7 separate regions of the Sus scrofa genome follow, and all the other regions are linked to region 1. A link is a contact called in public Hi-C, HiChIP or PLAC-seq and promoter capture Hi-C data. All regions are on one chromosome and are shown on one strand. The core of a region is the stretch at or near the end of the contact, and the rest is flanking DNA. Distances in the headings are between cores, read along the strand shown.

The links. Promoter capture Hi-C pulls out the DNA fragments that hold promoters and counts their contacts. A called contact is a pair of places that touch in the nucleus more often than the background predicts. HiChIP or PLAC-seq counts read pairs in DNA pulled down with a chosen protein or histone mark.
Region 2: a contact with region 1 is called in a Hi-C map of liver, with 4 times the contacts expected there. The contact joins the promoter of RECQL here to the promoter of CMAS in region 1. A contact is called at or near these places in 1 of 5 promoter capture datasets (liver), 3 of 47 Hi-C or Micro-C datasets (heart right ventricle, liver and skeletal muscle) and 2 of 2 datasets of contacts at active chromatin or transcription factors (alveolar macrophages and skeletal muscle).
Region 3: a Hi-C map of alveolar macrophages shows a contact between it and region 1, with 2.6 times the contacts expected there. The contact joins the promoter of ETNK1 here to the promoter of CMAS in region 1. A contact is called at or near these places in 1 of 5 promoter capture datasets (fetal liver), 2 of 47 Hi-C or Micro-C datasets (alveolar macrophages and skeletal muscle) and 1 of 2 datasets of contacts at active chromatin or transcription factors (alveolar macrophages).
Region 4: a Hi-C map of skeletal muscle shows a contact between it and region 1, with 2.3 times the contacts expected there. The contact joins the promoter of SPX here to the promoter of CMAS in region 1. A contact is called at or near these places in 1 of 5 promoter capture datasets (liver), 1 of 47 Hi-C or Micro-C datasets (skeletal muscle) and 1 of 2 datasets of contacts at active chromatin or transcription factors (alveolar macrophages).
Region 5: a contact with region 1 is called in a promoter capture Hi-C map of fetal liver, with 2.8 times the contacts expected there. The contact joins the promoter of C2CD5 here to the promoter of CMAS in region 1. A contact is called at or near these places in 1 of 5 promoter capture datasets (fetal liver), 1 of 47 Hi-C or Micro-C datasets (liver) and 1 of 2 datasets of contacts at active chromatin or transcription factors (alveolar macrophages).
Region 6: a contact with region 1 is called in a Hi-C map of skeletal muscle, with 5 times the contacts expected there. The contact joins the promoter of LDHB here to the promoter of CMAS in region 1. A contact is called at or near these places in 1 of 5 promoter capture datasets (liver), 2 of 47 Hi-C or Micro-C datasets (heart right ventricle and skeletal muscle) and 1 of 2 datasets of contacts at active chromatin or transcription factors (alveolar macrophages).
Region 7: a contact with region 1 is called in an H3K27ac HiChIP or PLAC-seq map of alveolar macrophages. The contact joins the enhancer-like site here to the promoter of CMAS in region 1. A contact is called at or near these places in 2 of 5 promoter capture datasets (both in liver), 5 of 47 Hi-C or Micro-C datasets (brain, embryonic fibroblasts, retroperitoneal adipose tissue and 2 more) and 2 of 2 datasets of contacts at active chromatin or transcription factors (alveolar macrophages and skeletal muscle).

What each region holds. Positions count from the first base shown.
Region 1 is chr5:51,456,949-51,460,282 of Sscrofa11.1, reverse strand. It overlaps CMAS (N-acylneuraminate cytidylyltransferase), which reads left to right and starts at 1,752. Exons shown (of 8, transcript XM_003126433.5): 1 at 1,752-2,124. The coding sequence starts at 1,865.
Region 2 is chr5:51,951,597-51,954,930 of Sscrofa11.1, reverse strand. It overlaps RECQL (RecQ like helicase), which reads right to left and starts at 1,471. Exons shown (of 15, transcript NM_001253707.1): 1 at 1,387-1,471. GOLT1B (golgi transport 1B) reads left to right here and starts at 1,617. Exons shown (of 5, transcript NM_001243500.1): 1 at 1,617-1,770. The coding sequence starts at 1,746.
Region 3 is chr5:50,969,281-50,972,614 of Sscrofa11.1, reverse strand. ETNK1 (ethanolamine kinase 1) reads left to right here and starts at 1,867. Exons shown (of 8, transcript XM_021092211.1): 1 at 1,867-2,313. The coding sequence starts at 2,158. LOC110260725 (a long non-coding RNA gene) reads right to left here and starts at 1,787. Exons shown (of 3, transcript XR_002344079.1): 1 at 1,615-1,787.
Region 4 is chr5:51,927,332-51,930,665 of Sscrofa11.1, reverse strand. It overlaps SPX (spexin), which reads left to right and starts at 1,626. Exons shown (of 5, transcript XM_013988349.2): 1 at 1,626-1,853; 2 at 2,267-2,347; 3 at 2,560-2,617. The coding sequence starts at 1,848.
Region 5 is chr5:51,038,743-51,042,076 of Sscrofa11.1, reverse strand. It overlaps C2CD5 (C2 domain-containing protein 5), which reads right to left and starts at 1,558. Exons shown (of 25, transcript XM_021092231.1): 1 at 1,342-1,558; 2 at 1,069-1,187. The coding sequence starts at 1,158. It overlaps LOC110260726 (a long non-coding RNA gene), which reads left to right and starts at 1,793. Exons shown (of 5, transcript XR_002344084.1): 1 at 1,793-1,974.
Region 6 is chr5:51,809,256-51,812,589 of Sscrofa11.1, reverse strand. LDHB (L-lactate dehydrogenase B chain) reads right to left here and starts at 1,658. Exons shown (of 8, transcript XM_013988347.2): 1 at 1,501-1,658. The coding sequence starts at 1,623.
Region 7 is chr5:51,785,038-51,788,371 of Sscrofa11.1, reverse strand. No RefSeq gene overlaps it. Among named protein-coding and RNA genes, the nearest start is that of LDHB, 24 kb to the left of the region's middle. Within about 2 kb of position 1,546, at least 4 of the 83 cell types and tissues checked have an H3K27ac peak or open chromatin away from gene starts, as enhancers often do. A contact at or near this core is called in alveolar macrophages, where this site is marked.

The DNA.
Region 1 (3,334 bases), core at 503-3,002:
GGATGTCCTCCTCACACAGTTATCACATAATCAGTGTTGGTGCTTTTCAAGCTTACAGATTGAAAAGGTCCTATTCAAAGAGCTAGTGTCGGGGCAGGGGAAGGAGGCAAAATGCAAAATGACCCCTTGGCCTCTAGTGCTGGGATGGTTTTTGGGGCCTGGACCCCTTCTTCAGGTGCTGCCTTGATGCCTGTTTACAGTCATCCTTCCCCATATTCAGCATCTTTTCCCAGAACCGGTTCCAGGAAGGGCTGGGCCATCACTACTTCGCAGGCAAGAAGATGAGATATAAAGTTTCCAGTGTCTGTCTAGGATCCAAAACACTAAAAGCTTATTTTATTTCCTTCATAAAGGGCCAAGACCTGTGAAGCACAAAAGCCTTCTGCCATTCCTTAAGAAGGAAAGGCAATAGGCTACCTTTCCTGCTTCTGGATGTATTAGCTTCCACCCAGGACAGACAAGGAGACTCTCTGCTTCCAAAACAGGCTTGCAAAAGTAGTGAAAGATAAAATGCATATTAAGTAGGAGATGCCTTCCTAAAAGAACTATTACAAAAGAGGTGTGTGTGTGTGTGTGTGTGTGTGTGTGTGTGCGTGTGCGCACGCGCCCATGCACACCTTTGAAATTTTCAGCGGGATCAAGAGCTTGAAATGATGTCATAGGACTCCTTCTCTCTTCTCCCTTCATCTCTTGTCCCTAATTTCTTTTGTGTGAACATCAGTCTCCCAGCCAATTTCAGAACAAAACCCCCACCACCAGCCTTTCCTCATCCTGCCCTGAGTTTTCAGGTTTACAGGGTTCTGAGCACCCAAAAATTCAGCAAGAAAAAAAAATCTTTCCTTCCCAGATTGTGGGCTCTGCTTGGTCATAGGCCTGTCCCTCGACCACAACTGTGTCCAGGAAGATGAGACTGACCAACTTGGGTCCCACACCCACTACTACAACGCTGAGGATTTGAAACACCCACCAGGTCAAAGAGGTAAAAATTCCTGAAAGGAAAATATTTCTGGGAGTCCAAAAACAAAAACAAACAACAATAGTTGTCTACTACATTAGAAGGGAATAGTTAAGGTCAGCTTCCTAGTTTTTTCCACTTAGATGGGGAGATACTGTTGATAGAAAATGTCGATGGAAATGTTCACAGAAATGTTAACTAGACCTATTGCAGTGATCATTTTGCAATACATACAAATATCAAATCATTGCATTGTACACCTGCAACTAATATGTTATATGCCAATTATGCCTCAATTTAAAAAAAAAGACAGAAAATGCAGAGGTAGAAGCAGTTTGAGGACACATGGAGAGTTGTTTTTAAAATATTGAATTTAAGGTGACTGGAGGACAATGAGGTAATCTCTTGCAAACAACGAGTCAGGGGCACTGCAGAAAGAGGTACACTTCAAATATAAATTTTAAAGTATAAATTGATTTGTGTTAGGGTTCATCAGGCCCTGCAGGGGGAAACTTACTACAATTCCTAAATGGGGACGCTCTTTAGCAAAAGATCGGTCATCTAGATGCACTATTTTAGAAATCTCCATACAATATCAAGCCCCCCAGAAGATGCAGTGCCTCCCGGTTGTGACTGCCTGTCACTGCCTGACTTGGGTTTGCGGTCGCCCTGGTGGACCCCAGGCAGAGCCTAAAGTGTCTCCAGGACCCCACGAACTACCCGCGGACTACAATCCCCAGCATGCCCCACAAGGGTGAAGGACGTGGCGGTGGGTGGGGCCGGGAACAACCACTCCCACCCCACCCCACCCCCGCGGGTGGCCGGGCGGGGAGATCGGGCGGCGCCGAGCTGAGGCGGCGAGACGAGCTCCCGGATGTGGAGAAGCTGGGGAGAAGGCGTGGGAGGAAGATGGACTCAGTGGAGAAGGGGGCCGCCACCTCTGTCTCCAACCCACGGGGGCGGCCCTCCCGGGGCCGGCCGCCGAAGCTGCAACGCAACTCCCGCGGCGGCCAGGGCCGAGGGGTAGAGAAGCCCCCGCACCTGGCGGCCCTGATCCTGGCCCGGGGCGGCAGCAAGGGCATCCCCCTGAAGAACATTAAGCACCTGGCGGGGGTCCCACTCATTGGCTGGGTCCTGCGTGCGGCCCTGGATTCGGGGGTCTTCCAGAGGTGCGCATGTGCGAAAGTGGGCGGTGCGGCCTGGGAGGGGGTCGCGAGGGGGAGCCGGGCCGCTGGCGGGGCAGTGGCTCGTGGGGCTGTGGCCCATGGAAGGGTTGTGCAAGATTCGGGGTGTCCGGGCCCAGGCTGACAGCCCAGGGAGGAAGGGCTCCAGCTTCTTCCTTGTTCCTTGGCCGCTAATAGCCGTGAACTTGAGACAGTTCCTGTCCCCGCCCTTGAGAATAACATCCGTAAATGAGGAGATTTCCCCTACTCAACCGTTTGCGCCGCCCGATTTGACCTCATTGGGTAAAGGAAAGGAGGCCACCCTTCTGAAACGTCTACGATAATTTGTGAACTCCTTTAAACAGAGGCCATTGGCTTTCCCCTGTTGCTCAGCTCCTGATACCCACTTGGTGCTGATCGATTGAGGAAGCATCAGGTTCATGAATGGAGTGGGGTGTTAAGGCTTTTCCAATTTCCAGCTTAGCTTGGCGATCCTTTCCTGACCTTTGGGAAAAAGCTATCTGCCTGTGAGTCAGCACTATCTAGAACGCTCCCTACATTTGTACCTATGTGAGAGACAGTGGGAAAGCGCACCCCTGGACTGTTGGATGAAATGCTTATAAATGGTTTCATTATACCTTTGGAGCCTCGTTTGCCCTAAGGACAGTTTTAATTGTGCATCATTTAGAGGAATGGCCATATGCCATATTGGTCAGGAGTTACAAGCTGATGTCATTCATAAAAGAAGAGAGAGAGAATTCTGTGCCAAGAATGAATTTACACATGGTAATTTCAGCCTAATTATGATTGAATTTGTTACAGTGGAAAGTAAATTATTTTCACCTTTTGATATTTGGGCTTGGGTTTTTTTAAAGAGATGGCTGGTTTTGGAGTATATTCATTACCCTTATTAACATATGGATAAATGGTTTTCATTTAACCGATTTTGTTTCCAAAGGAGATACCAAAAAAGTTTAAGTTTACTAATTTTCTTAATGTTTTAATCCAAAGATAGTACTGGGTGGTGCAAGGTAAACAGGAGCCAGAGCACAGAAGATAACCCTCATGTAACAGGAAATGTGCAAAGGAGAGATAGGGAAATACTTGGGGATTTGGTTCAGTTCAGTAAACACAGCCCTGTTTTCAGCCATACAACCCCGTCCATCCAAGAGAATACCAGGATGAATGTGACATGGTTCTTGTGAAGTTCTCCGAC
Region 2 (3,334 bases), core at 222-2,721, 490 kb before region 1:
GCAGGAGACTTTATCCTTTTTGTTCGTTTTGTCTTTTTTAGGGCCACAACACATATTGGCTAGGGGTCCAATCAGGGCTGTAGATGCCGGCCTACACCACCGGATCCTTAACCCAATGAGCAAGGCCAGGGATTGAACCTGCATCCTCATGGATACTAGTCAGATTCGTTTCCGCTGAGCCACGATGGGGACTCACGGAGCCTTCATCCTTAATGAAAGAATGTAATATACAAGCATTTCTCCCCAATATTCTAAATGATTTCTTGATTATATCATCTAAAAAAAAAAAAAACTGCTCATAAACCCCTTCCTGAAATGATGTGATTTAATAGCAAAAGCTATCTGAACATAAACTCCACCCAAAAATTAATGAGCTATCTATGATTAGTACTTCAGACAGAGCAGGTCTGTCAGAAGTATAGGCAGGCACTGTTAAAATCAAAAACAAATGGAGACCTGCCTTGAAAATTCCCTGGGCAGACAAAACCAGCACAGTCATACAAACAAAGCTTAATTTAGCTTATTTTGAAAGACTAACCTGACCTGGGGCATTTCTTGTTTATGCCTCTGGAAATCATAAGCAAAACTCAAACTGTTTCCCTAGGTTGGTATGAGGTAACCACTGACCGATTCCCTATTGTTTTAAAAAAATGTTAATATAATCAATAAGCGTCAAGAATAGAGTCACTGCCCTTACTAAATAAGATGCTTTACAACAATATATAGTCCAGAGTCTCATCCCATGTTTTTATTTGAGTGCTCCTGGTTGGCTAGCTGTCTTTCAGGTGGGTATGCAATGAACTTTTACTAATTACTACTTCCGTGATTGAGTGGTTTTATTTCTTCTGTATCTGAACTTCTGACAGCATCCTCAGGGACTCAAGTCAGTCATGCACGCTGGACATCAGGTACTACAGGCTAAATCACACATACGCATCATCCCTCTCCCCGCCACTGTATTTAGACGCAGTAACAATTTAATAATACCCTCCCCTAGGCGTCTCCAGTGGCGCTTCCCAATAAATGGTGGTTGCAAAAAAAAAAAAAAAAAAACCGTGGGTGACCAAGCCTCCAGTATGGAAAAGGCTAAAGATGCCCGAGCTGGGGAGGGGTCGGCAGCGGAACGTTCCCCTAAAGGCCGGAGTTCCATTAGAGCTGGGCGATGATGGAGAGTTCCATTAGAGGGGAAAGGGCACCCGTTTCGCCCTGCCAATGTAGTAGTGGAAGGAAGTGGCCCGGCCTCATGTCAAGCTAGAAAAAGAAATATTAGCTCTTTCAAAGCGGAAACAGGAGCTACCCCACAACCTCTCCCCAAGGCGTTAAGGAACACCCACGCCTCCCCGGTCTCCGACCCCAGGAAGCCCCACACTAAGATCCGTTACCCACCACTTTCAGCTGCGGTCCAATAAAAACTTCCCGCCACCAGGCTTTCCTTTCTCTCCAGCCGGGAGCATCCGCCCTTCCGGGTCGGTTTTTTCAGCCAATTGCAAGCAACACCCCTCTCTAATTGGTCGAGGGATGTGATCACCAGGTGCATCACTGAACAAGACAATTTATTATTGGTCGATCTTGGGAGCGGTTTTAGCCAATGGAAAGCAGCCTTGAAGCTGGGGTGGAGGCGGCTGCGTGTTTCCGGAAGACGTGGCGGCTCTTGCCTGGGCTGCTTCCCGGCTTCTTTTCTCCGACTCCGCTTCACACCCTGGCCGCCCCGAGGTGCTATCGCCGCCGCCCTCACCGCTGCAGCCATGATCTCCTTAACGGACACCCAGAGTAAGCAACTGCCCCGGAACCCCCGCCTCGAGCCCCTCACACCCCTTGCTCAGGCTGAGTGTCGCCCTCCCGCCCCCCGCCCGCCGGTGTTAATGAATGAAGCTACGCGACTGGGGCGGCGGCCTGGAGACTGAGCTAGGACTGCGGGCAGCTGGAGAGCTGCCTGGAGGCGCCGAGGGTTGCACTTATACTGGTGAACCTGGCCTGGGCCGGAGAGTCAGTGGAGTCTGGGGAGATGCCCGCGCTGGGAGGGGGAGCTTTTGGCGAGCGTCAGTCTCGCGCCAGGGTCGCGCCGCACTTACTCCCAGGGAGATGGGCGCTTTGTTCCCGCGGACGGCCGCGAGAGAAAGTTTGATGCGTGGTGCCCGCGGCCCATTCTTGAAGACACTTCTGCACATGACACACGTGGGGTCTTCTACAAGTTACTGCTGGTTGTTTGGGAGGCCGTGTTTTAAATGTCACCTATGGTAGGCTCTTTCTGAAAATGTGCTTACGCTTAAATATTTTGAGTATTTGCCTTGTGCCACCACTGGAAGCCGCCTTTTAAAAATCTTGTAAAATGACTTCACTTTTCTACCGGCTGATGTCTCCCCGGTAGTAAACTTTGTGATTAGTTAAACGATTTCTTTCATTAATATTGTATATTGTTTTGTGGCATGTTTTATTATTTCAGCATCTCTTTCTACCGGCCACAGAGTTCTCCAGGCCTATTTTATATCTAGGATTACACTGTTTTTTCTTTTTTCTTTTTTTATCTAGAAGAGTTAGACTTTTCTAACCTGTGTATCTTAATAATTTTGCATTTACATATCTGCCAACCCTGTGTTTCCTATCTTTTAATGGTCGTGAGGAGCTTTTTATCTCACTTTGTTTTATCTGCCACGCCTTTTTTTCTTATTCTGTATAACTTGAATTATAAAGATTTTAAGAATTAAACGGTCCATTGAAATAGCAATAGAATTTCATTTAAAAATGCTCTGTTTTAAAGTGGAGTTGGTAAGGTTTGGATTCAAGTTATGGCTAACTTGAACTTCATGCATCTTCTAGTATCTCCTGCACAAGGTGCCTCCCCAATCACTCTCCCTCACTTTCTCAGGTTGGACTGAGTCTGCACCTTGGATGCCCATTTTGGTCTACCTGTTCTGATCAGAGAAAATACAAGTATAGTACTTTTTTGTTTGTGAGGGGTTCTTTTTTTGGGGGGTGTGATTCTTTTTTAATTACTGTTAAAATAAAACTAGCAGTCATATAAAATTGTTTAAAAGCATCTTATTTCAGTTTACCATGTGCTTTAATATAAATCATTGTCCTTAATTCTTATAAAAGCCCTATAAGGCAAAGAATAATGTCTCTTATAAATTAAAGGAAGCTCAAAAGAAATTCAGTGTATAATCATACATGACAGAAACAAGAGTTGATTCTAGGTATGCCGGCTCAAAAACCTTTGTTCTTTTCACCATACCCTACTAGCATCTAAGAAGACTTGATAAACTTTATTTAAAATCTATCTTAGAATGATGAAATTCTTTCATAGCAAAAATTGTTGGAACAGTAAGTACTTATC
Region 3 (3,334 bases), core at 618-3,117, 490 kb after region 1:
ACTGAAAGTGTGCATTCTTGTACACACTTTCTCAAGTACATGTGTGGGATTTCTGTATATACCTGGAATCAAAAATGGTGGATATTAAAGAATGCCTATCTTCAACTTGATTAAATACTGCCAAATGTTCTCCATTGTTTTTTTAAATAAATTTACCTTCCACCAGTAATGTACACTATCAGAATTCAAACATTTTCCCAGTTAATGGATGGGTATAAAATGGTGTCATTTTAATTTGCACTTCCTTGATTATTTATTAAAGAGGTATATTTTCATATCATTTTCTATTTGCATTTCCTCTTCCGAAAATTAATATTCTTTGTCCATTTTCCTCTTAGGTAATTTGGCTTTCTTACTGGATAGTGGTATTGTGAATACTAATCCTTTTTTGATCATGTATGTCATGATCATCTTTTCTTTTTTCATGGCTTGTCAATTAATTTCATGAAGTTTTAAATTTTATTGTTTTCAAACTTGTTAGTCCTTTCCTTCATGGTGTGTGTACTTTATGAGCCTTCTTAAGAAAATCCTTCTTTTAACTTGCAATCACAGAGACTTGATCTCTATGAAAAAGAATGGATATATGTATACGCATAACTGAATCACTTTGCTGTAAGCCTGAACCACAACACTGTAAATTACTATACTCCAATAAAATTAAAATAAAGATATTCATTTAATGTGGCTTTTGCCATTTTATGACATTTTAGGGCTTAACATTTTCTCTGGCTAGTACTTGCAAAGGGTAATGGGTATCTAAAATTTAAGTATAACAATAAAACTATTATTCTACTGTATTTTGTGGCATATTAGGAATTTTTTTCTTTTTTGCTAAATTCATGCATGTGGAAGTTTCTGGGCCAGGTATCTAATCTCAGCCACAACAGTGACAATGCTAGATCTGTAATCCACTAGGTCACCAGGGAACTCCAGGAAGTATTTTAAATTTCTGTCAAAGCCTTAAACATAAAATTTAGGCTCTAAAAAAAAAAAAAAAAAAGTAAACCGATTCTAAGTTATTAAATATTTTGAACATTAAGCTGAAACCAGTTAGTAATTTAATTTACCACTAACAAACACATTCGCCCTTTACTAAGTGCTGCAGAAAAGACAGTTTAAGAGGTCAAATCTCAACTCATTTTCCTCAATCATAAGGAAAATTAGGAGGTCCCAATAAATTACTTGTAATTACCCAGTTCCCAGTATTCCCTTAGCAGGGGAAATAGCTGCTAGAAGATAATGAGACTCAGAGTTTGAAGGCAGCCGTTTTAAGGCCCACTCAGGGATACGCTAAAAGAGCATTGAACCTCAAAATCACTTTCCTGCCTTTTGAGCTTCATCTCAGACTCTAACCTGCTTTTTCGGACCCTGACCCTGAATAATCCAATGTGGTCAAATATCTGGCCTTAAAAATAAATCTTGAAGTTCAGTCCTTGTCTTACTCAAATAACCATCCCCAAATCAACCCAACTTCGTGATCCTCAGTACATAGCAGCTCTCAGGTCAAGACGACCCCGTTAATCCAGCCTGCCCTGACTAAGGCCAAATTCAGTGGCTGATCCTGGGGTTACTTCAGAAGGTGGTCCTCCCTTCCCAGAAAAACTCCAGCCCTACCTCAAACGCAGACCCCAAGACCCTCCCAATCAGGTGAGTTAAAGGTTCAATGCTTTTCGTTCGGGGATCGGCAGGGCTCAGGCTCATTGCAGAGGGGGAAACCCTGCATTTTTCCGACTAGCAGTCCACATGGCAGGGTCTGACAACAGGAGCGCAGACAAGCGGGTAACTAGGCTCATTGTGCCCGGGGGGTGGGGGGAAGGAAGGTCGGCCTTGGCCTAGGACGCTGCCGAGGCCCCGCCCCACGCGTGACGCCGGCGTCAGGCCAGTCCCGGCATGCTCCGCGCCCGCTGGCGGCCGAGCGCAGAGGAGAGCAGTTTTCCCGGTGAGCATCCTCGGCTCAGTTCAGCCGCTGTCCAGACCTGGGTCGGCTAGAGTGCCGCCTCCAGCAGTTTTCCTACCGCTCGACCGTCAGTCTGAACGCCCCCAGCCCTCCCGTGAGGGCGCCCCGGGACGGAAGGATCCAGCAGCCTGTCGGCGCCCGCCGTTCTCGTGGTCGCCGTCGCCGTCGTCGTTGTGGTAGTCTCTGCCGTCGCCTGGGCCATGGCCAATTACATCCACGTTCCGCCCGGCTCCCCCGAGGTCCCCAAGCTGAATGTCACGGTTCAGGATCAGGAGGAGCAGCGCTGCCGGGAGGGGGCCCTGAGCCTCCTGCAACACCTGCGGCCGCACTGGGACCCTCAGGAGGTGACCCTGCAGGTAACGCCCGCACCTCAGCCCCAGGTCTCTCCCCTTGACGTGGTCCTGGGGAGAAATGGGGGTGGTTCACTATCTCCAAGCCCCTGGTGACCCGGGAGGACCTATGGGAATGTCTTCTCCCTCTCTTCTTTGGGAAGTGACCCTGTGTTTCCTCCGTCACATCTAGGAAGGTCACTCCCCCTTCCTTCACAATTGCTTACCAAGGTTGCCTTGAAGGCAGATTTTCCCTTTTCAGAAGCCGCTACGTTAAGTGACGCACCCAGACCACACGGGAAGGTTCTTGTTGATAGTTGCTCCTCCTCCTCCCCTGTCCCTTCTAACTGCAAAACGAACCTTTTCCACACCTCTTGCAGGAGGTCCCCTTCGGCCCTTCGTCTCCTCTCCTTTCGCGAATAATGCAGTAATTAATCTTCTCTGATCTTTTCCTTTCCTTTCCCTCCCCTCCCCCGTCAGAGTACTCCCATTGATGCTCACCCTGCGTTTTATCTTCTCAGATCCTGGGATTGGCGAGAGTACTTGATCCCAAAATGATCGTGGTCGTTATGCATTACTAGATTGGGTTCTTTCTTCAGTAGCCCTAAACACTCTTCATTTGTGTTAGTGTTTCTGAAAATGTTTTAGTCGTATTGGTGAAACTAATAATATCTAATGTTAGAATGATCAGTGACTGGTGAATATTTCTTTTAACTGAGCCACTGTTTCATAGATATATGAAAATTGGGAGAAAAAGTCCTTAAGAACCTGTGTGTTTTTTAGTAGCTTATTTTTAATAAGTTGCAATTTGGTATACGTGAAATTTATTTTAAATACTAATTTGCTTAACTTTGGGAGTTTCATGTACTGTATACGAAGAAAATAAACCTTTTCTCTTTCCAAACACAAAGTAATTTTAAAGTGATTTTAAACCTCAGTGAAGAGGTTTGTTTCAAATCTGAGCAATAATGTAAGAATTCACTTGAAGTAGCCAAATCGTCTGCCTTATTTTGTTGACTGATTTATTTCAGCAATGTTAATTGACTTA
Region 4 (3,334 bases), core at 377-2,876, 470 kb before region 1:
TTTGGTAGTATGTTTATCTGGTTTGGGTATCATGGCTCGCAGGCCTGTCTCTTCCTCTCTTTAACTCCACTCACATCCTAAGCTTTCTTTCAATCCCTAATCCTGCCTTAATATTCTTAGAATTCTCACAAAATAAAAAAGAAAAAGAAATAAAATAACTTAAAAATAATAAAAATTCTTAGAATTCTCAAAATTCTTAAATCTGATCATTCCTTCCCCAGTCTCCTTTTTCTTTTTACGGCCTCACCTGTGGCATATGGAAGTTCATGGGCAAGGGTCAAATCAGAGCTGCAGCTGCTGGTCTACACCACAGCCACAGAAATACCAGATCTAAGCAGCGCCTGTGACCTACACCACGGCTTGCAGCGACACTGGATCCTTAACCCACAGAGAAAATCTAGGAATCAAACCTTCATGTGATGGACACTATATTGGGTTCTTAACCCACTGAGCCAGAACGGGAATTCCCATTCATCCCTTTAGAAGAAATCTATAGGCTGGTGATCTCTTTGCTGAGTGCCACAGAGTTTTGCATCTGCAAGTGCCTACTTGACCCTTCTCCTTGGATGTCTAATATAATTTTAATTTCAATAGGTACAGATAAAACTCTCAATTTCCCTCTCTTAATTCGTTCCTTGTGAAGTGTCTCCAATCTCAATAAATAGCTTCATAGTCACCCGTGTTTAAACCAAAAATCTACAAATCTGACTTGATTTATTTTTCTTAAACTCTCATATTCCATTTATCCACAAGTCCATATTTTCTACTTCTAACATGCATCCCAAATTCATTACAGCTCTTTATTCCCTGAAAGGACTTCTCTTGCCTAAGTCATCATCTTTTGCTTATAACCAAGTTCCCCCATTTGAACTGATGCACATCTTCCTCTCCAACCTCAATTCACAGTGCTCTCCTCTGTCATCCATTCAGCTTTGGCTCTGCTGGTCTCCTTCTTGTTCCTCAAGCAAGCTAAACTCTTTGCCATCCCAAGAGTTTGCTTTTTTGCTTCTGCCTGGAATGCCTGCAATACTAAATCCCACGCAGTTTATCCCAGGTCTGACTCCACCTTATCCTTCCAGACTCCCTTTGATTTTTAACTTCCTAGAGCCTATCTTATCACATCATTTTACTTATTTTCCTTTATAAAGCTTAAATATTATATTTAAAATTCTGTAATTACCAGTTTAGAGTGTTTCTCCCCTGACTAGAAGATAAACATGACCAAACCAGAGGTCTGTCTTTTTCATACATGGCTGTGTCCCTTGAACTAAAGGGAAGACGGATACACTGTAGGCATTCCATAAATGTTTGTTAAAAAATTGAATGGCTAATTAAGTGAATGACTGATGTCAAATCCACTGAGATTCTCTAACCTTTTCATTTCTACCCAAATGATTCATCTTTAGTCATCAGTGATAACTTGATAGCTAGTTCCCGAAGACGAGTTTTCTTACTTTCTTCATTTACTTTTGATTCTGCCTGGAGTTGTTAATCACTTTCTTTAATAATAATAATGTAGTAGTGGTAGTACTAGCAATGCCTTGGGAAGCTAGTAGGAAAAGGAAGGCTATGATGCTAATATATTCAAAATTATTTCCTGGCTGATGTGGGCAGTAACTGGTGTTTACCCATCAATCTTTCCTCTGCTTCTTGCAACTGAATCTCCCTGGAGGAGTCATCAGATCCTCTCAATCTTGAAGACTGACATGAAGTCCCTGTAGACACTCTCATTCAAGGGAAGAAAAGGAGGAGTCCTTGACACTAAGATTTAAAAGCCCCACCCTCAGAACAAGATCAGAAATTTCACAGGTAAATCTATAGGTATTGCTGTTTCCATAAAGGAGAACATGAAGGTAAGTAAAGTTTATTAACTTGAGGGTTTTTTTTAGCTATTTTATAAAAAGCTGTATAGCTTTTTACCTATTTTATTTTATGTTTAATAAGTGTTTCAGGGACTAAAGAGTAGTTAAACATTATGCCTTTAAAATATCACAATCATTTAATTCCGCTAAGAAAAAGATGCACTTATTCACCCCAGTCCTCATTTGGGTTAAATAATGAAAATTATGTATTTCTTAAATAATTTTTTAAAATAACTCTTTGCAGATTATCTAGAAGATAAACTGGGAAACCCCCCCCTTTCCCCCACACACTGAGTGCTGAAACTGAACACAGCAAAAAGTAAGGGGTTTGTAATTGTCCAGGCACCAAGGAGGGAAGCAGACAATCCTATAGGCACAGAGATGACTTTGATCTTTTCCTGTAGGGATTCAGAAGTCTGGTGGTAACAACCTTGGCTCTTTTCCTGGTATTTTCTTTCATGGGACATTCCAGCAGTGCTCCACAGGTAGTCAAATGTGAAAATTGGGGCTCCTCTACTAGCTTTGTGACCCCTTCCTTCCTCCTTCCCTATGCCTTCTTTTCCTTCTCTCTTCTTCTTCTTTTCCTTCTCTTTCTTTTCCCTCCCTTCCTCCCTCTGCCGCCCGCCCCACCCCCCCATACAGAGAGGGTTGAGCAGCAGCGTCTTACTAACTGCTTTGCTCTTCTCCCGGGTTGTAGAGACTCTTTGAGAGAAGAAACTGGACTCCTCAAGCTATGCTCTACCTGAAGGGTGCACGTACGTACGAAATTCTCTGCTCTTCCGAGAGCAGTAAAGGGGATCTTAGGGGTGCTTGAATTTGTGGACTAGATGGCAGAGTTGAGGGGAGAGAATGGAGTTTGTTCCCAAAAATAATCGAGGTCATTCGGGTCTCAGTTAATCTTTGGAAAAGGACGAGGGAAAGAAAGGGAGGCAGTGAAAGGGGCGGGGGAGAATTCTGTTCGATAGCGATCCTCCACCCTAAATCAGAAGGCTGATAGGTCCCAAAGGAAGCTGGGGTTTCCGGGTACACCCCGCCCGGGCTGATAAGCGAGACCCGGGGGCACTGGGCGGCCCCGGGGCGAGAGGCGCGCGGACCTTCCCCGCGGTCTCCTCCATCATCAGCGCCGGGCACCGGAACCACGGCAGCTCAGGCGCGCACCGGACCAGGGGCCCGGATCGCCGGGCCAGGAGGGAGATGAGCCGGTATCTCTCCTTGGCAGAGGGGCGCCGCTTCATCTCCAACCAGAGCCGGAGGAAAGACCTCTCCGACCGGCCGCCGCCCGGTGAGTGCCCGGGAGCCAGGGGTCAGTGGCGAACGACGGCGGCGCTAGAGGGGAGGGCGCGCTCCGCCTCCGGAAAGGCGGGCTCCCGGGCGGCCCCGGGGAGAAACAGCCCGCCCAGACCCGCAGGCCGCGGGCGGTACGGGTCGTTGTGCCCGGCACTGATGGGTGTCCCGTGGCAGGAGCCCGGGTC
Region 5 (3,334 bases), core at 309-2,808, 420 kb after region 1:
CCACACCCAGGGCATATAGAAATTCCCTGGCTAGTGGTCTTATCGGAGCTGCAGCTGACCAGCCTACGCCACAGCCACAGTGGCTCCGGATCTAAGCTGCGACTGCGACCTACATCACAGTTCACAGAAACATTGGATCCTTAACCCGCTGAGGGAAGCCAGGGATCAAACTCACGTCCTCAAGGATACTAGTCAGGTTCGTAACCACTGAGCCACGCCAGGAACGCCAACATTTTATATTGAGATGAAATCAGGCTGTATATTATCATATATCTATCAACTCTAAGGATTAATAACCCAAATGATGATTGTTTTAACACTCTGGCTCATCATGACAATTTTTATTACAATCCTACTTGGCTTCTTTCAGACTCTGGTGTATTACTTTCCTGGGCCCTAGGCCTGTGCTAATTTGCATGAGTTTTAAACTAATCATTAGATTTAAAAAGCAATTGTGCAATTTAAATCCTTGGCACTTAATTGGCTTGCTACCTCAAGGCATTAAATTACCCTGAAAGATTTCTTCAGACCTACCAGTCTATACAAGAACAAGAAAGTGTTACAGTTGTGTTGTAGAACTTAAACCGATGATTCAGAAAATACGATGTTAAACAGTGGATCACCCTGCAGCTCTCCAAGTGCCCATAACGGACTGTATCTACACTTTCGGACACCATCTCCATCACTTTAGCATTAAAATTAAAAGCCCAGCTGTCCGGCCCCGAAAAGAGGTTGGGGGTGGGTGGCTGGGTGGGTGTGTTTCGGCGGCCGCGTGGCCACGCCTTGGGATCTCCTGACTGGCAGGTGGCCTGTTAGGCGTCCTGACATCAGGGTCACCCCAGGAGGCAGAGCAGTAACTGCCTCCCCGCGCGGCAGGGCTTGACAACGCCTGCGAGCCGTGCACCCATCACATGGGCTGCAGTCAACCCTTGAGGGAGAGCTAGCCAAGCACGGCACACGGCAGGGCAGGAGGCAGAGGAATGGGCTGAGGGGCTGCGGGCGAGATGGGTAGGATCCTAACAGGGCTTGGCGTGCCCTGTGTTTGGAGGGTCAGGACCTTGCACCAACCTCCACGAAGGCATCAGTCAGGTCACTAGCTCGGTCCATCACTGGCAAATGGCGCCCGGCCACGATTTTCACCTTCAGCTTCCCAGGCATCGTCTCGGCTTCGGCCTCTGCTTGGGCTCCTGCAGAAACAAACAAGCGAGTCTGCGTCGAGCGCCCAGGCGGGCGGGGGAGGGGCGGGAGCGCGCGGGGAACGGCGCGCGCCGAAGGGAGCGCGCGGGGTCACTGACAGCGGAGGGCGCGCGGAGGCGCGCTGCGCCGCTGGCCGCCACTTACTCTGAGAAGAGACAGCGGGCCGTCTCGCGCGGGAGCTGAGGCCTCATTCCGGAGAGGCAGCTAGAGGAGTGGCCCCGGTGGAGGCTTCTGACCCGGCGCCACACCGCTGGCAAGAGAAGCAAAAGCCACTCGGCATCCCGTTGAACCGCCGCAGCCCAGACAAGCGTTTCTCCTCCCCCCAAAATGGCGGCTCCCCGGGCGGGGTGGAGGCATCGATCGCTCGGCGCTCGGCGCACCTCTCCGGGGAGAGACTAAATTCGCTTACAGATCACCGAGGCGGGACGGATTTCGGGGAGGCCGGGAGGCAGGGGAACGCGTCGAGCCCCGCATCATCCACCGAGCCCCGGCTGTAGGTTAGCGCCCAGGACGAAAGCCCGCTCAGTCTTCCGGGGGTGAATCACAGGTTCCCTCAGTGGCTTCCCTGCGGGCGGCTGCCTTCCCACTTGCGACGCTGCATTTCCGAAGGGCTGGGACAGAAGGAGCAGCAACGGTGACAACCAGCGGAGCGATTCCAGTCTTTTACGACCCATTTAGTTCTTGAAATCAGCTTACCTGGTTTTTACGTGGGAAGGGTACAGTTTTTGTTTTATATGAAATGGAGTGCGGAATTTCAGGAACATTTTGGATAGTGGAGTAAGTAGCACTCCTTATTCAGATATATATACGTGTACGGTGTACTGGGTTATAGTTGTTAAGGTAGGTCTTGGGGGCGAGTGGGGTGTTGAACACTTCGGAATCCAAAGCCACTCTTAGACCATCTCAGTGTGGTTATTAAGCATCTACAAACCTAAATACCAAGATTTCTGGCAGGAGTTCACAACCTCCTACCATAGGAAATTGTGCTCAAATGCAAGAAATGGACCAGTTGAGCTTAATTAAACATCTTGAAGAGTCGACCCAGTTACAGATACAGACAGCTATAGATAAACATTGCTAAAATGAAGCCTAATCTGTAGGTTCAAACCTTCAAAAAAAGATTAAGAAAATTGAGACATACACACAGGAGGTAACACAAATCACTCCATACCAAATATCAAGAGCAGCATTAACAATACATGCCTTAACAAGTACCAAAATTGGCATTAACAGTTACAGTAGAAAGAATATACCACTGGATTCATCAATAGAGGAAAATTCACAAATGAGATAGCAGGATGCTATTTTTACCTTTAGTACTCAACTGAGAAAGGCATCCAAATTGGGAGGGAGGAAGTTAAACTGTCATTATTTGCAGGTGACATTAGAAAGGCTCCACACTGAAAAACTGTTAAGAACTGATAAATGAATTCAGTATAGTTGCAGGATTCAAAATCAATATATAGAAATCGTTTGCTTTCTATAAATGAGTAACCAACTATCCAAGAAATTAAGGAACCATTTATAATTGTATAAAAAAGAATAAAATACCCAGGAATAAATTTAACCAAAGAGGTAAAGACTTGGATACACAAAAACGTATGACTTTGATGAGAGAAATAATGTCAAAATGTTTTTCAGTATTAATTTTTTGAAAAATAATGAAATATATTAGAAAATAGTCCATACTCATGGATTGAAAGAATTAGTATTGTTTGTCCATACTAGCCAAAGCAATCTAGAGATTTAATGCAATTTCTATCAAAATTACAATGGCATTTTTTAAAGGACTATAACAATTCTAAAATTTGTATGGAACCAGGAAAGACCATGAATAGCCATTGAAATCTTGAGAAAGAAGCACAAAACTGGAGGTATCATGCTCCCTGATTTCAGACTATACTGCAAAGCTGCAATATCAAAACAGGATGGTATTGTCATAGAAATAGACATACATCAATGAACAGAATAAAGAGTCCAGAAATAGACTGATCAATATATGTTCAATTATGTTACAACAAAGGAGCTGTGGTAAAATGGACAGCTACATGTAAAAGAATGAAACTAGATCACCATCTTACACAGGCACAAATTAACTACAAATCCATTAAACATTTGAATGTAAGACCTGAAACCA
Region 6 (3,334 bases), core at 409-2,908, 350 kb before region 1:
TTTTCGCCAGATCCTTCAGGTATACAGAGGAGCCAGAAAAGCAGTGGAAAACGAAAAGCCAGAAAGACTGCTAGTAGAAATACAGATTATTTGTTCAAATAAGACCTTTTAAACTATCTAGGGGTTTCAGAAATGACAATTTAGAATTCTGAGCCAGTGCAGATTTTTTCCCATCTTTCTTGAGAAAAAGAGATTTAAAAAATTTTTTTCCTTTGTAGGGGTTATTTAATTGCAGTTAGGTAAAAACATCCCCACCCTCCTGCCCCTTCTGTGCTTATAAATCATTTGAAATGAACCCATGCCTTAAGATCAGGAACAGAGATCCACTTTGCCGACTGCCTCTCAACTCTAACCTTTTAAAGGCCCACCACGTTTTGCCCTCCAATTCATCCACTAAAATGTGCACGCTCTCCCCGCCCCCTCTCTTCAAGGCCCCAACCACAGACTGCAGTGCAGGCCGCCCAGGGGCCACCTCTTCCTCTTGGCGCCCGCAGCGCAGAGCGCAGGTCAAAAGGGGAAGCAGCAACCATGAATCTCCTAGGAGAAGGTATCTAGGGGAAGAAGTCTAGGCTTTCCTTACTCTGGACACCAAGAGCTGGCTAATAAACAAAGCACCTGAAGCATCAAGAAAAGAGGCCAGAGGAGTTCCCGTTCTGGCTCAGGGGTTAGCGAATCCGACTAGGAACCATGAGGTTGCAGGTTCCATCCCTGGCCCTGCTCAGTGCGTTAAGGATCCCGCGTTGCCGTGAGTTATGGTGTAGGTCGCAGACGCGACTGGGATCCTGCGTTGCTGTGGCTGTGGCGTAAGCCGGCGATTACAGTTCCGATTGGACCCCTAGCCTGGGAACCTCCATATGCCACGGATGCGGCCCTAGAAAAGACAAAAAAAAAAAAAAAAAAAAAAAAAGAAAGAAAAAGAAAAGAAAAGAGGCCAGAAATGAACCGGCCCAAAGCTCCGGGAGGGGATGCGGGTGCCGCAGTCGGATACAGCCTGGAGGGCAGGGTCAAACCCACAGATCACCCTTTACCCTCATTCCGGAAAAGCCGGGCACTTTTACATTCCCGAGGTAGTGGCCGCCTACGACCCGCCAGACCTCACGGGTCATCTGGTCCCTTCCCCCCAACCCCCAGCTCCTCCAGCACGTGTCGGGGCTCTAGCCAGCAGGCATCGGGGAGTGATGCGGCGCCATGAGCCCATCAAGGACACGTAGGAACCGGGATTTAGCTGCAAAAGCAACAAGTCTGTCCCCCGGGAGAGCTCAGGCTGGCGGCGAGCCCAGATGCACAGCGGACAAAGCCCGGGGCTTGGTTGCAGCGCCCCCGCACCGCTCCGCACTCCAGCCGGCTGCCCCCACCCGAATCCGGATGCTCAGGGAGAAAGGCCCGGGAGCGCAGATGCCCTTCCTGGTCCTTCCCTGTCCTTGCTATACAAGGATTCCCCTCCACATCCCACCTGGTTTGCCCGAGAGCCGGGATTCAGGATTCCGAGTGGAAACCTACCAGAGGAGTGAAAGTTCTTGAGACGGCTGTAAGGGTCGCCCGAAGGAGACAAAGTCGGCAGCGTGCGTCTGCTCTGGCGCAGGATCTGCAAGGAAGGAGGAGGAAGCGGGGCCCGCCCCTCATCAGCCTCCGAGCTTTCTCTATTGTGATTGGAAACCCGAGCACCGCCCACCCCTCCCCTCCGCTCGCTCAATCCGGTTCAAGGACGTGGGCTCAAGCGTGCCCAGCCCTCCCTCCGACCGGTTGAGGAGGTCACCTTCTGGCGGCTAAGGCGGCCTCGCTCTCAGCTAGCTTCTGGGCGGAGAGGCTTTTCCACACAGAGGCTGCCTTATTTCTAAAACCTGGCCATCTTAAACTCTTCTGGACGCTTCTCCTCTTGTTCGGATAAATTTAGTCAGAATAGAAGTACATTTCTGTTTTGCGTTCCAGGTCAATTTTAGAGGACCACTGTTCTGAGCAAAGATGCTGGTGGTGTGTTCCCCTGGAAGAGTGCTGCTGATTCTGGATTTTTTTTTTTTAATAAAACTTAATTTTCTTTTCTCATCATTTCGATATAAAGTTCATTCGGTGCAATAATGACTAGTGGGTTTTTCCCACCTTATTCAGTTCAGCAAAAATGCAACCGTTAACCTGCTAGTTGCCTGTGAAACTAGTGAGGCCGAGTGCCTGATTTCTGAAGTTCTCTACCAATCTGTATGATCTCCAGGGCAGATAATGGGGCCACCAGAAAGATGGAGTTTCTCTGTTGGTTTCTGAGTTACTCCAAAGCTGCATGTTGCCAATTTATCTGTGTTTCCAACATTCAGCCCAGTGCCTGGTACCTCAATGAATGAATGAATGAATGATGAATGATGAAGCAGTTGAAGGCATCCTATTGTGCCTTCAGTAGTGTGTGTTTAATAAAATGCTTTCAGGTATAGCAATCTCACAAACTCCCTGTATTTGAAAGGAATTTTTTTGCTAGTGTTTTTTTGTAGTTATTTATTTTTGTTAAATGGCCGTTAATCTTATGCTTTAATTTAATCTCAGTGCCAAGCATGGGAGGTTCAAAATGAATATATATAGCAGTGTGTTGTTGAGGTGTTCCCAGTCCAAGGAGACAGACAAGTAGGTACATTCCTTCAATTGTGATAAAAAGTGATAATAGATATTTGGCTAAAATATGATAAAAATTCAAAGAGCCCTAAGAAAGGGTGTGTCTAGAGGAATTGATAAACCTCAAACTCCAGGATTACAGAGTCCAGTTAGTGGGAACATTGATGACTCTAAAGGAAAGTCTAGTTACAAATTGAAACATGATCAGGGAGAAGAAGAATTTGATGGATAACCTCAAAAGTATTATTATGTTTATCCTGAATCCAAGTTTGAAGCAAGACCAGCAAGTCACTCTAGAAAGAAATCCAGAAGCCACCCTAGACTTTACTTACCTGCTTTCCAAAAAAGTTGACCTATATCCCCTGTCGACTTTTAAATATCTCCCCAATTTGCCCCTTTCTTACCATCCCTGCTACTCTGTCTTTGGGAGGAAGGAGGGACAGTAAAAAAAATAATAAGAGAGGAGTTCCCGTCGTGGCTCAGTGGTTATCGAATCCGACTAGGAACCATGAGGTTGAGGGTTCAATCCCTGGCCTTGCTTAGTGGGTTAAGGATCTGGCGTTGCCACGAGCTGTGGTGTAGGTTGCAGCTGAGGCTCGGATCCCGAATTGCTGTGGTAGTGGTGTAGGCTGGTGGCTACAGCTCCGAGTTGAGCCCTAGCCTGGTAACCTCCATATGCCGCAGGAAGCGGCCCTAGAAAAAGGCAATAAATAAATAAATAAATAAATAAATGAATAAA
Region 7 (3,334 bases), core at 297-2,796, 330 kb before region 1:
TCTTTAAGGGTTCCCTGTGAGGACTATAGCCTGGTGGGCAACCCCCTGGATAGCTCTGAGGAACTGTTCTGAAAAGAGGAGCCAGGATGTAGAGGACTTTTGCTGAGATAAAAAAGAATGTTAGTTGAGCATCAGTAGGTTACTGCTAATTACAAAAAACAGACAACTAAGGTTAATAATCTTAATTCTTTTCTAAGGTTGGGAAAATGTCATTTGGGCTCACTGAAATCATTCCTTTCGTATGCACCTTAACTATCTAGGGCCATTATCCTGGTTTTCAACATCTTGAATTCCTGCAGGATGCACTGCAGGGGGCACCACAGAGGCTGATGGCTTGATGGCCCCAACATACTTTGTTTGCTGAAATGACAGGCAACATTTTTTTTTTTTTTTTTTTTTTGTCCTCAGTAGGTACTTGGATTGAGAAAAAAAATGAACCAAGATTTTATTTTTTCCCTGCAAGGAATTAATTTTTTTTTTTAAATTTATGTATAGCTGGCATTTCTTTTGTGGCTCAGTGGTTAACAAAACTGACTAGGATCCATGAGGATGAGGGTTCAATTCCTGGTCTCGCTTAGTGGGTTAAGGATTTTGTGTTGCCCTGAGCTGTGGTGTAGGTTGCAGACATGGCTCATATCCTGCACTACTGTGGCTGTGGTGTAGCCTGGCAGCTGTAGCTCCAGCTCGACCCCTAGCCTGGGAACTTCTATATGCCATGGGTGTGGACCTAAAAACCAAAAAATAAAATAAATTATAGTTGATTTACAATGTTCTGTCAATTTCTGCTCTACAGCAAAGTGACCCAGTCATATGTATATACACAGATATATATGTATATTCTTTTTCTCATATTATCTTCTATCATGTTGTATCACAAGTGATTGGATATAGTTCCCTGGTGTGCAAGGAATTTTTTTTAACAGGGAGAGCGTGTGTAAAGAATGGAGGTAGAAACCACAGTGATGTCCACAGAAAGGCAAATGGTTTGTTAGACTGGACTGAGGGAAGAGTGCTGCAAAATGATGAGAAATGGAGAATTTGTAAAAGGCTTTAACTGTTAAGGGAAACACGCAGTAAATCTCGTTTGCAGGCGGTGTTAACATTCTTGACAATTCCTGTGCCTTGCCAGCAGCTTTTGACCTTGTACTTCACACCTAGGCCTATATTGAGACGCAATATAGAATAATAGCCATTTAAATTTCACTGTCTAGCATAGCCCACAAAATTCTAGAGGTGGAATTTGTGTTTGGAACAATTTCGAGGACCTCATAGAGAATTCCCTAAATCAAGTTAACCAAACTCACTGTAATTTATTAAAGTCAAAATTCTGTATCAGCAAGTTGAAAGGTGAACCTGAAATTGGACAATTCTGTGGAAACAGTAAAGCTTTAGCTCCTGAAACTTTCCAAGGACAAGGAAAAAATAACTGGAAAGGTAAATGTGGGCCAAAGTTGAAAGATTCTTGTTTGACATCCAGTCTCATTGCAGCAATAGCTGCAGTCTGCAGGGCTTTCAGTCATGTCCTTAAACACTGCCACCTAGTGGAAATTTTCTAGAAATATTGTGTAAACTTCTAACACTTTCCGTATGACTTCACTCTTCTCTTTCTGTCATTCCCATCAATGACAATCTGGATTTTTTCTCTTTATTTAAGTTTTCTTTATTATTGGTTTTGATAAGTTTAAAACTGGAAGAGTTGACAAGAGGATAAGTTTTGGGACTGAGACAGATCTGGGTCAACCAGGACTCTGCCTCTTGCTAATTTTGCGGTTTTGGGTCAATTGCTTAATCTTTCTAAACTTCAGTTTCCTCATTTATAAATGGGAACATTCTGAAGACTAGAGATAATACACTGAAAGGACAAAGGAACATATGAATGCATGTGAAAGGTGGCACATAAATTCACAGAGCAATTGATACAGCAGTGTGCTACATGTATAAAACAGTTACAGGGTGAGCCCAGGCTTGTACACAGGGGGATGCTGACTGACCAATCAGAACAGGTGTTGGCCTTCAACAGCCAGTAGGACAGCGATATGAATACATAGGCTGATATCCGCCCTATCTGTCCACTCACCACTTACTTCCCAAGACACTCTGGTTTCAGCTGATTTCAGTGGTTGCCTCTGGGAGTGAAACCTAGGTGACAAGGAGTGGGGAAGGAAACCAACTTCTCCACTATTTACTTTTTTTAACCAAATGCATTTATTACCTAATCAAAAAATAAATTGAAATAGTTTCACAGGAAAAAATAAATACATAAATTATTACGTGTTTTAATAACAGAAGTATTAAAATGACATTTTGGGTCTCCTTCTGTTTATTTTAGCATTTTAGTTACCCATTAATTTTAAGAAGATGAGTTTTGTATATATTCTGGGGTAATATTCATAATCTGATCATTTCATGGCACTTGTGCGTTGTGGCTTTTCTGTAAAGGGGGGCGGTTCAGACTAAGTTTCTTTACTTTTGATGCCAGATTTGCCCAGACCAAAAGTCCTCAGTTTCTTTCAGCCAACTCACTTTACGTACACTGGTTTCTATGCTTGGAATAAAGCAAACTTCATTCGATTCATTCTGTGATACTGCCATTGTCATAATATGAGTTATCTTCCACTTCAGACAAAATAGAAACAGACAAACCAACCTTGAGTTGTCTGTCTTTGAACTGAAGTGCCTGCAGTGCTGATGGTGAAGTCAATGGGGCAGTTTTATTGAGCTATTTCGTCCTGTGTAGAGAACTAAATTTTAGAGAATTTTTTTTTTTTTTTCACTGTCATATATCAAACACTCTTCAGAATAAGGAGTTCTGGCTTCTGGCTCCTTTGTTCCTGGGTACTAATCTCCTATAGTATCTGTCAACTTTAAAATAGGGCTCATAGGAGTTTAGGGGGAAGGATTATTGGTGAAAGAAGCTGAGAAAGGCGAGCCTATGGGATTCCTTTTGTGGCTCAGCGCGGGTTAGGAGCCTGACTAGTATCTATGAGAATATGGGTTCAATCCCTGGCCTTGGTCAGTGGGTTAAGGATCTGGTGTTGCCACAAGCTGTGGTGTAGGTCACAGAGGCAGCTCGGATCTGGTGTTGCTGTGGCTATGGCATAGGCCTCAGCTGCAGCTTTAATTTGACCCCTAGCCCAGGGACTTCCATATGCTGAAGATGTGGCCCTAAAAAGAAAATGAGAAAAAAGAAAAAGAAAGGCGCACCTAGGAAAGCCCTTTGCTTGGCCTCTTAGTGAATGTCTGAATAACTGACCTCCTGATAGACAAAGATGGGATGCTCAATCCATCCACAGACACCAGGCCTGCTTTGCTCAGTGTTGCATTCCCTGTGTCT